Linked DNA regions of Sus scrofa: region 2 is linked to region 1. The links are chromatin contacts, called in public promoter capture Hi-C maps. All regions are on one chromosome and are shown on one strand. The core of a region is the stretch at or near the end of the contact, and the rest is flanking DNA. Distances in the headings are between cores, read along the strand shown. Region 1 holds the start of TOR1A (torsin family 1 member A). Region 2 holds the start of ASS1 (argininosuccinate synthase).

Region 1 (5,716 bases), core at 2,048-4,547:
GTATTTGTCATCCCTCATTCTCCTCGGGGGACTGGCCCAGGACCCGCTACAGATACCAAAATCTGCCCATGCTCATAGTCAGCCCTCAGTATCCGCAGCTTCCAGCCAACCTTGGACTGTAAACGCAGTGCTACACAGCCTGGGGTTGGTTGAAGCCTCAGATGCAGATACCATGGGCGGATTGTATAACCTTCTTGACCTTTCAAAAATACCCATACGTGTATAGGAAATGTATGTTGTATATACTTAACAGCTTCTCGTTGCTTTTTAGTGTGCTCTCCATGTCTCTCCATGACAGTAAATACTTTTTCCTGTTCAGGAGCCATTTCATAGTCTGCTGTGTAGGTAGACGTACTGCAGTCTAAGCCTCTCCCTCTGCTGGGACACTCAGCTCGTTTCCCATTTTATCCCATTTAAACAGTGCTTGATGGTCGCGCCTGACCAGATCATGTCCTTAAGCTACCTTCAACTCGCCAGGTGATGCTTGGGCAGCCTGATGCTAATTTGTTTGCCCACCAGCAGCATCCAGCAGTGCCCCCTCCCACGTGCTCACTGGCAGCAGGTGGCGCCATCCTTTTCATTGACACGGGCGATCCTGAAGAAATGCTGAAGGTGCTGAGGCTTCGGAAAAGCCCGGCTGTTGCTGTTTCTTCCTTCCTGCTGTGGAAATTATTTTCTGTAACACTTGGTCTGTGCAGCCTTTGATTTCCAAAGTTTCTGTTATTAATATCTAATAAGCAGGGACTCTGCAGTCACCAGACTTGGGTTCAACTCTCAGCCAACCTTCACTTTTTTTTTTTTTTTTTTTTTTTTTTTTTTTTTTTTTTGCTATTTTTGGCCTCCACGCTATGGAGTTCCAGGCTAGGATTGAATCGGAGCTGTAGCCACCGCCTACGCCAGACCCAGCACGCGGATCCGAGCCGCGCTCGACCTACACCACAGCTCATGCAATGCGGATCCTCACCCACTGAGCAAGCAGGATCGAACCCGCAACCTCATGGTCCTATCGATTCATAACCACTGCGCCACGACGAACTCCAACCTTCACCTTTTAAGTGACCTTGAGCAAGTCCCCCAAGCTATCTGAGCAGAGATGGTAACATGCCCTGCTGGGATTGCTGGGAGGGTGAAAGGAAGTCGTGTCTTGGAGGTTCCCTTCATGGCTCAGTGGAAAGAATCTGCCTAGCATCCATGAGGACGCAGGTTCGATCCCTGGCCTCATGCAGTAGGTTAAGGATCTGGTGTAAGTAGGTTAAGGGCTGTGGTGTGGGTCGCAGATGCGGCTCAGATCTAGCGTGGCTGTGGCTGTGGTGTAGGCTGGCAGCTACAGCTCCGATTGGACCCTTAGCCTGGGAACCTCCATATGCTGTGGGTGCAGCCCTAAAATGACAAAAAAAAAAAAAAAAGAGGAAAGAAAGTTGTTTCTAAAAAGATTTAGTGCCATGCCTGGTTCACAGTTGAACTCTCAATGACGAGTAGCTGCTGCGTTCCCCTGGTCTTGACACTGAAATCAGCACGTTTTGGCTAGCGTCTGAATCCGCCTCGTTTATCGTCATGCACTTAATAACGAGCATTTACTCAGGCCCTGCTCTGTTTCTGTTCACTAGGATAGGATTGGGGGCTTCTGCAGGGAGTCAGGTATGGTTGTCCTTGCTATTCAGAGCTGAGCCCAGGGGTGGCATCCAACGTGGCAAACAGTTTTCTTCTTTTCCTTCTCAGGGTCCCCTCCCAACCGCAAGCGTCCTGCTAATGAGAAGGCCACCGATGACTATCACTACGAGAAGTTCAAGAAGATGAACCGGCGGTACTGAGGGAGGCAGAAGGGGAGCAGTGCACAGCGGGGTGTTAAATAGTGTCCTCCACTCCCTCTATCCCCATGATAACAGGCTGCCTGGACAGAAGCCTGTGCACTGATAGCAGACGGTTCCCAAAACAGATGCTGCTAACCCTGTGCCTCACATGCTGGATTTTTCAGGCACCGTGTGTGTAACCTTTTGAAACAAGACAATGCATAGTTTTTCTATTTGGGGGAAAACTCTCTTCTTGTGAGCATTATTAAATCTTGTTTGTAAATATGTTGACTTCCTCCTAATATTTGCCCTGGGTCAGGAGGAAACAGCTGTGAGTTTAGAGTGAGATGATACCCTTTAGATTGTGCTTTCATTACATATGCAATCATGTCTCCTACTTGTAAATATCAGGAACGGGGTTCAGAAATGCATCCGTCCCTCTTTACGGTGGAGCCAGCTGATGGCAGAAAAATCTAGGATGAGATCAAAGGGTCACTGGTATTTTCTGACTTGTACAGTTGTGTTTCTTTTCATTAAGAGAGAAAAAACAATTTCTATCGCTTTAAGCACTTAAGTATTAAATATGAAATGGACCCACATTGTTTATCGCTTGTATTGCGTCTCCTTACACCAGCACTAGGTAATATGTTCAGGCCTGGGGGCTGGGCAGCACAAAAGCAAACTTCAGTTCCTGAGAGGGGTTTTCTCATTTAGTTTAAGAAACAGAGTTCCCATCACGGTTCAGCAGTAACAAAACCAACTAGATCGTGAGGATGCAGGTTCAATCCCTGTCCTTGATCAGTGAGTGGGTTAAGGATCCTGTGTTGCTGTGGCTGTGGTGTAGGCGGCAGCTGCAGCTCCAATTTGACCCCTAGCCTGGGAACTTCCATATGCTTCAGGTGTGGCCCTAAAAAAAGAAAAAAAAAAAGGAGCTAAGGACACATGACAACTAAATATAATGTGGTATCTTGGTGGGACCCTGGATTGGAAATAGGATGTTAAGAGTTCCTGAGGTGGCTCAGTGGTTAATGAACCCGACCAGCATCCGTGAGGACGGAGGTTCTATCCCTGACCTTGTTCAGCAGGTTAAGGATTCTGCGGTGCCCTGAACTGTGGTGTAGGACCGGAGGAACCTCTCTTAGCTGGCGTGGCTATGGTGTAGGTTGGTAGTTACAGCTCCATTTGACCCCTACCCTGGGACCCTCATATGCCGCAGGTGTGGCCCTAAAAAGACCAAAAAAAAATAGGAATAGGACGTTAGGTAGAAACTAAAAAAATCTGAAGAAACTAAGTTTTATTCAAAGAGAAAATATCGGTACCCCCAGTGGCTCGGTGCCCAAAGGTGGAAAGGGCTCTGCCCTTCATAAAGATGGCGGACGCCAGCGTCAGGAGGATGCCCGCCCCTTACAAAGATGGCGGCCCCGGCGGGCGGGACCGGAAGTGCAGTTGGCGGTAGCGCCGATCCGCGGTAGGCGCGAGAACGCGCCGGGCAGCGCCGGTCTGGGCATGAAGCTGGGCCGGGCCGCGCTGGGCCTGCTGCTGCTGGCGCCGTTGGCGGTGCGGGCGGTAGAGCCCATCAGTCTGGGACTGGCCCTGGCCGGCGTCCTCACCGGCTACATCTCCTACCCGCGCCTCTTCTGCTTCTTCACCGAGTGCTGCAGCCAGAAGGGGAGCCTCAGCCGGGAGGGTAGGATGGGGCGGGGGCTGGGGGGCCTGGTGCCAGAGCTGGGGCGAGGGTCGGAGGCGGGGGTCCAGAAGGCCCAGGAGCTCGGGCAGTGCTGAGGCCGGCGGGGCCCGGACCCGGAACTGGGGCGGCTTGAGGTGCGGCACCGGGCCTGGCCCTGGCCACGACCACAGGCTGACCGGACTTTGATCAGGCGAGGCCAGCTGCCGTTTGGGCAGCTTCGCCCAAAACCCGGGCGTGGGGACGGTCGGAAACTTCCTCCAGAGAGGTGTGCTCCTTCCTCGGCGGAGACGCGGCTGGTGGGGATTCCTCCGGCGCGGAGCAGCGGGGACCAAACCGCTGCCCTTTTTCTGCCCGGCATGGGTGGAAGGCGCAGAGCTGGGGCGAGGGGCGCGCGCCCCTGGGCACTGGCCCCAAGGACCTCTTCGGGAAGGAGGGCTCGAGAATGGACAGGACTAGCAGAGGGAGGGCCTCCTGCACCTGCCGGTCACCTGGGCCAAGTGCTTGCCCACACATCCGCGTCTCCCAAGACGCTTGAAGAGCTTAGCTGACTCTGCTGGCTTTACCTGAGCCTGTAAACTGGGCCACACTTTGCCAGATGTGTCTCCCTACTGTCCGCCTGACTCACTTTGTTTTTCCTAGCGCTGCAGAAGGATCTGGACAGCAAGCTTTTCGGACAGCATCTTGCAAAGAAAGTCATCTTAAATGCCGTCTCAGGCTTCATCAGCAACCCGAAGCCCAAGAAGCCGCTCACCCTCTCCCTACACGGGTGGACGGGCACCGGCAAAAATTTTGTCAGCAAGATCATCGCAGAGAATATTTACGAGGGTGGTCTGAACAGTGACTATGTCCACCTGTTTGTGGCCACACTGCACTTCCCCCACATCTCCAACATCACCCTGTACAAGGCAAGGGCCGAATTTTGGAATCCTTCCTGGATGGGGCCGGGTTTGGGGTTTGGTGGCCGATGGGATTTGGAATTCCGGGTTGAAACGAGTGGGCCCTGAAAATGGCAAGCACGTGTCAGTTCCCCCTTTGAAAAGTGTGGCAACCACAGAGGCTTAGAGATGCAGGGAGCAATTAGCAAAGCTTGGGGTGGTTTCCGAAAGCAGGCTCAGTGGGATCGTAGGATTTTAGAGAGACACAATCAAACTCAGTTTCAAGATCTTCAACTCTAACGCATTTTATAAAAGAAGAAATGTTTCTTGGGAAACCTAAATTCAATCACAGTGTTGCAAACTGCTCTTAACAGTTTAACTTCCAGATTAACAGCCTGAGCCTTGGTGGTAGATTCACCTGGATTTGAGCCCTAAGGTTCCCACCTGCCAGCTGTGTGATCTTGGGAAAGTTGCCTGACCTCTCTGAGACTCGGGCTCTTTGTCTGTAAAATGGAAGTTGTGAGAAGTTATTGAACTCTGTCAAGTAGGTAACGTGGGGCCTGGCACATACGTATTCAAAGTTAACTCTTTTGCCTTTTTAAATTTTCACCTGTATGAACACATTTTTCCCTTCGGCCTGGGTCAGCCTCAGGATCACCAGCTGTCCAGGAGTCCCTGGGATGTGGGCCTTTCAGTGCTACAGCTGGGAAAGTTCCAGGCGAATAGAGATGAGTTGGTCATCCTAGTTAGCATTCCATCTTCACTGTTTAATAGCCGTGTGACTTGGAGCAAGTTAGTTAACCTCTCTGTACCTCAGTTGCCTCATCTGTAAAATAGGGGCTGCAGTGGTAACTGATGGGTTTGGGAAGATCACGGGAAAACGCTGGGTGAACAGTGCCTAGTACAGCATCTGGCCTGTAGTGAGTGCTACATGTTCAGTGTTACTGGCTGAGTCAGAGTAGCAGAAATTGGGAAGACCTTGGCTGCTGGAGCCTACTAGACCTGACGGAATCCTTGTGGGGTTTTTTTGGTCTTTTTTTTTTTTTTTTTTTAGGGCCGCACCTGTGGTGTATGGAGGTTCCCAGGCTAGGGGTCGAACTGGAGCTGTAGCCACCACCCACAGCACAGCCACAGCAACAGCAACACGGGATCTGAGCTGCATCTACGACCTACACCACAGCTCACGGCAACGCCGGATCCTTAACCCACTGAGTGAGGCCAGGGATCGAACCTGCATCCTCAGGGATACAAGTTGGGTTTGTTAACCACTGAGCCACGACAGGAACTCCGGGAGTCCTTGTTTAAACAGTGACTGGTTTTGTGGGCTCAGGCAAGTCACTTCAGCTCTCCTAGGGTTCTTGCTC
Region 2 (5,716 bases), core at 2,164-4,663, 550 kb before region 1:
CCAGGACACTGGGCTTCCTGCCTAAAGACTCAGCCAACCGGAGCCTCAGCCTTGCCACCCTGCTCACCCCAAGAAGGTCACGGGGCAAACTCCCAGGCACATGACCACTAAGAACATCCATGCCCCCAGGGCCAGCCCAGCCATCCTGCTCCAGGTGAGGGACACCTGGGAAGGGAAGAGGGGGGCCGCAAGCCAAGATGCTTGCCAGCCTGGCCTTAGTTGGCAAGGCGGGGGGCATTCCCCAGGGCCCTGGCCAGAGCCATTCAGCCAGCTCCTGGTGAACGTGCTGGGCCAGCCTGGGCAATTGCTCAGCGCTAAGAAAATCCACACGGCTCTAAAATGTCAAAGCCAGAGGGATGACAAGAGCAGTTACTATGTTTAGTGCCACACGTGCGTCATTTCAAGGTGGGGACTATTATTACCACCTGTTTACAGATGATGAGCCCGAGGCTCAGAAAAGTTTTGTGCCTTGCCCTGGTCTCGAGCCTCTCGGGCGGCTGTGCGGGAGTGGAACCCAGGCTGACTACAGACCACCCCCTCGTTACTGCTCTCTGTCCTCTGCTCATTGGCCTCCAGGGGACCAAAGCCTGTCCCTCCCTCACTTGCATTGTCTGCCAGAAGACCAAAGCCCCCAGTGAATCATCACCCGTCTGTATTCTATTTCTCTGTCTGCCATGGCTACGGCCACGTGAAGGTCCCTCTGGAACCCCTCCCTCACATTCTAACTCAGTGCGGCTGAGATCATTATCACTTTTTAAAACTCTGTCTCCACCCAGCCGTAGAATTCTCCCTGACTTAGGGTTTGCTCATTTTAGAGGGCATCTCTTACCCCTTTGCTGCCCTCATGGGCTTCTGGGAGACCTAGGCTGCAATTCCACACTTTGACCAGGAGGGGGTGCTGGCAGGATTCAGCCTGATCATTAGTTTGAACGCATCCACTCATGTCATCTGCGCCCTTGGTGAGGCCCAGGGGAAGGGTTTTTTTTCCCCAACTGACAGATGAGGGAGCTGAGGGCAGTAGGGTTGCCGGAGGCTATGCACAGAGCTGGATTTTGGTGGTAAATTCTGGGGCCTGAGAATCAAATCAGGAATGCCAGGTTCTCTAGGAGATACCAGCAATCTTCCTTCTCCAGGACTGGGGGTCCCTAGGCTTAGGGAGATAGAGTCTCTAGTTTGGATGAGCCTGTCCCGAGGTAGGAGGTAGGAAGACCAAGCAGATCTCACCAGGCCCCGGGGACAGGCACCCGAACCCTCTCCTAGGAGCGTTTGGTTATGGAGGAAAGGACATGCTCATTCATCTGTTTCTTCTGCTATGTTGACTGGCCTAACCCACATCTGGGAGGGCACCTGCCCTACTGGAAGATCAACTTTGCCCCAAGTGTTTCAGCAGAAAGCAAAGCCATAGACCTTGAATTCCAGAGAGCTTATCTCTCTGCACATGGATGCCCATAGGCAAGGCACTCACCTCGGGAGCTGCATGCTCAGCACACTGATCAAGACATCTGACTGTCTGGCTTGCCTCCCAAGACCCACGGGGCAAAGATGAGATGGGGGCACAGAAAGTGCTTGCACAGCAGGTGAGTCTGCACCTGCCCCCATCCCACCCCCATGAGTCAGGCTCCGGTGGGGGGGGCCCTGGACCAGGGAAAATGTTTACCATTGGAGCCAAGTGACCACACAAGCCCAGGTGGGTAGGCAGCTGATGGGGGCACATGTGGGTACTCCGGGGAGCTCAGACTGTGCTCAGCGGGGGCCTCCCTCCTCCACCCTAAGCCACGCGTGGCCTGGGGTCTAGGTGCTCAGCGGGCAGGATTCTCCACTCACTCCTGAGCACTCAGCTCTGCCAGAATTACTTCTCAGCCTAACGCACAGGTGGCTCCACCTGGGACAGGTCCCCCTGCCCTGGCCGTGAGAAGGATGGAAGGGGGGAGTTAGAACGGACTCCCCTCCAGTTCCCATCCATCATCAAACTCCCCATCCCTTTTGCAGCTGTTTCTGCCTCTACCACCTCCCTCCCCCACCAGAACCCTGTCTCCTGCTCCCAGCCCCCAGCATGGCACCCCCAGATGGGCCATTCCCACAGTGGATGAATGGGCACCGTTCTCAACAGCATACAGCCTCTTCCTGCTTCCTGAGCCTGTGCCAGCCATGACGAATAGAGAAACCAAAGCTTGGAAAACGCGGAGGCTGACCCAAAGCCTCACCCAGTTGTGGAGTTACGTCTGCCTTCAGGGCTGGGGTCCGCTGGCATCCAGAATCTGCCCTCTCCTGTCACCCGTCTGGGCGTGGAGGGGCGGGATCAAAGCCTAGGGCCCATTTGATCCCTGGGGAAAGGACAGGTTTGTTCCTGCCTGAGATGTGCAGCCAGACGGGCGCTGCGCCGGAGGAGACGCCCCCACTTCGCAGAGGTGGCCAGGTCACGGGAGGCCTCAGGAAGCGCCCAGGCGGGACAGGAGAGCAGTTTCCTCCGTCTCACAAAGACTCTGCCTCCCGGGAGGGCGCAGCGCCCCAGGGGCCAAAGGCAACAGCAACCAAGGCGACTGACATTTCCTGCAGAGCGGTCCCTCCCACGGCCCAAGGCCAGCAGGAAACCCGGCACCGCGGCCGAGCGAGGCCACCGACCCCACCGGCCAAAGAACGCAAATCCCTTTCCGAAGGCAAAGCCGGGCGACTGACGCCCCCTGCAGGAGAGGGAGCTCAGCCACCCCCAAGGCACCCGGGCGGGCCGCGGGGAGCCCGGAGCCCATCTAACTTGGGGAAACTGAGCTGGGCTGTGGGAGGGGCCCAGATGTTCAAGCCCCGGGGGCGAGGAGCAGAGGGTGAGGTTGGAACTCTGGTTTCGAGCAGAGCTAAAGAGAGCCAGAGACAGAAACTGGGGATCAGAGAGGGGGCGAGAGGACCCCCAACCCTCCGGATTCTCAAGGTCTCCATTTTTACAGGATTCGAGGTATAAAGGAAGCCGGATCAGAAAACGAAAATCCGGAAAGGACCTCGGCCTCGAGGCGACTTGCTCCAACGGAGACCCCGGGGCTCTTCAAGTCCCGGCTCCAGTTGCCACGGCCCAGGAATCCGGCCGCCAGGTGTTTGAGCAACAGGAGTCGGGCATCGGCCCCCTTCCCTCCAGCCGAGATCCCAGCCCCGGGCGCGCGGTCCCCTCCGCCTCCTCCGGTGAGACCCGGGCAGAGGGCGACCGAGGCTGGGGAGTGCGAAGGGGACTCCTTACCGGGAGGTAGGCGGCAGAGGCAGGCGGCGGACCAGGGCTGGTTGCGGCGCTCATCCGGTTATATGCCCGGCGCCGGGGGCAGGGCCGAGGGCAGGGGACAAGTGGGGGGACGCGCGCGACAGGCCCCGCCCCCGGGCCCGGCCCCCTCGAGGAGCAGCTCCGCGAACGTCGCCACCTGCGGGTGGGCGGGGCCTCCCCTCCCCCTTCGCCCCTCCCCTTCCCTCCTTATCCGCCCCGCCCCTCCCCACCCCTGCCTCCCCTCCCCCACCCTGGTCTTCACACCCTTCGGACTGCCCAGAAGCTGGCCGCCGGCGGCCGGGGTTTCCCTCGCCCTGGCCGGAGGGCCTCCCCACCCCGGACCGCGGGCTGGAGGCTCCCCTGCGCGCACCCGTGGTTGGAACCCGCGCCCCTGGCAGGGTGACAGCCCTCCTGCTGGAGACTTGCCGCCTGCCCGTAGGGGACGCTCAAGGGCTTCGTGGAGGGAGCAGGGCTAAAAGTCCCTAAGGCCCCCGAGTTTCATGCCCGTCTTTGGTGGCCTTTCTGCAGACCTCAAAGACCCTCCCTTGCCCCTACTCGAGGGGGCCCATTATACTCCGAAGAAGCCGAGGTGGAGGTACCCCTAGAAGGTTCGGGGTTTCGTCCCTCCTCCGTCCAGGGCTGCTTCATGGCTGTCTCCTCGGAGCCTGGCACCTGACCCAACTCCCGAGGGCACCCAGTAAATGGTGCATAGAGGGAGTTCCCCTTGTGGTGCAGTGGAAAAGAATCCGACTAGTATCAGTGAGGATGCAGGTTCGATCCTTGGTTTGGCTCAGTGGGTTGGGTTCCAGGGTTGCCCTGAGCTGTGGGGTAGGTCGCAGAGTAGGCCACAGCTGCAGCTCCCATTGGACCCCTAGTCTGGGAACTTCCATATGCCGCTGGTGTGGCCCCAAAAAGACACACACACACACACACACACACACACACACACACAAATAGTGCATAGACGACTGGCCAAGTGCTGCCTCATTAAGCAGCAGGGAAGCAGAGGTTCACAGAGGGAAGCTTCTTGCTTGCAAAAAGAAGCAGGGAGTCTGGCCTTCAGAAGGTTCTGACAGAAGTTTCTCAGCCTGGTTTAAAGGCCGCAAAGCAGTAAAACAGCAAGCCCCAACCTGTCCAAGGCACAGCTTTGGGTGGGACTGACCCCCCCCCACCCCCACCCCAAGAGGGCAGCTTCCCAAGTCCTCCCAGCCCCCAGCCCTGAATCCCCCTGGAGGTGGGAGCCCCCAGGCAGCCCCTGCCGAGTTAGTCATTCAGCCCCAGGCAGAGGGAGGGGGGGAGAAGAGTGTTGGGGGTGGGGAGGGCATGCGGCAGAGGTGGGGGATAGGGGAGGGATGCGCGGGTATGAGGGTGGGGGGCGGGTGAGACGTGGGGGGTGCGTGGGGGTGGGGGCAGTGTAAGGAATGGTAAGCAGGCAGCCCTGACCCAGGCCTCTTCCTGCAACCAAGAAGCAAGCAGCCAGCGAAAGGGAGCCTCAGCAGCAGAGGCAGCTCACTTTGTCCCTCTCAGCCCCTCCCTAGCCAGTCCCCGTCCCCACCCTCTCACTCAGGCATGCATAGCTTTGAGTCCTTCAGGAGGGCGGAGGCTCCAAACCGACTTACAGATGGAGCCGCAGCTCCCTGCAATTGATGGCGTGTGCATGGACCAGGTGGGGTGGACAAGCTGAAACTGGGAAGGAATCTGTAGTTATCATGGGTCTGGCCGCATCGGGATGAACAAGGGTGCCTCTCATGCTACAAGAGATAGGGCTTCGTGGGGTCACAGGTATGGCTGCTCCAGATGGATATTTTATTGGACGCCTGGGAGGACTTGGCGGTGGAGGCCTAGCCTCAGGCACATGCCCAAGTCTTTTATTTGGAGAAAAGGAGGACCTGGCAGGTTGGGGCACCTCTGAGGGGCGGTATGAAAGTCCTCATTTTAGTGGGAGTGCCGAAAGATCCACCCTGACTCAGAGGTCTGAGCAATGTTTAGAGTTCTCAGGGTACGTTCTTGTTTCTCTTTCATTAAATGCATTTCTAAGTATTTTAAGTTTTCAGATGCTATTGTAAGTAATACGTTAAATGTTATTTTCCAACTGGTTGTTGCGAGTGTATAGAAATACACCTGATTTTTGCCTATTTGCCTTGGGTTCTGCAACCTTGCTGAATTTGCTGATTAATTGCAATAGATGTTTGTAAATATCTTAGGTTTTTTTTTTTTAATGCAGACAATAATGTTGGCTCAGAATAGAGACCTGAGAAAATACTCATGAGGTTGATGTCAGAGAGTGTTTTGCCTATGTTCTCTTCTAGGAGTTTGATGGTGTCTTGTCTTATATTTAAGTCTTTCAGCCATTTTGAGTTTATTTTTCTGCATGGTGTGAGGTGTGTTCTAATTTCATTGCTTTGCATGCAGCTGTCCAAGTTTCCCAGCAATGCTTGCTGAATAGACTTTCTTTTTCCCATTTTATGTTCTTGC

What was found. Promoter capture Hi-C pulls out the DNA fragments that hold promoters and counts their contacts.
Region 2: a contact with region 1 is called in a promoter capture Hi-C map of liver, with 4 times the contacts expected there. The contact joins the promoter of ASS1 here to the promoter of TOR1A in region 1. A contact is called at or near these places in 1 of 5 promoter capture datasets (liver) and 2 of 47 Hi-C or Micro-C datasets (both in liver).

What each region holds. Positions count from the first base shown.
Region 1 is chr1:269,983,059-269,988,774 of Sscrofa11.1, reverse strand. It overlaps TOR1A (torsin family 1 member A), which reads left to right and starts at 3,297. Exons shown (of 5, transcript NM_001105298.1): 1 at 3,297-3,477; 2 at 4,117-4,382. The coding sequence starts at 3,297. C1H9orf78 reads left to right here. Exons shown (of 9, transcript XM_003122220.4): 9 at 1,720-2,389. The coding sequence ends at 1,811.
Region 2 is chr1:270,529,131-270,534,846 of Sscrofa11.1, reverse strand. It overlaps ASS1 (argininosuccinate synthase), which reads right to left and starts at 3,413. Exons shown (of 15, transcript XM_003353686.4): 1 at 3,224-3,413.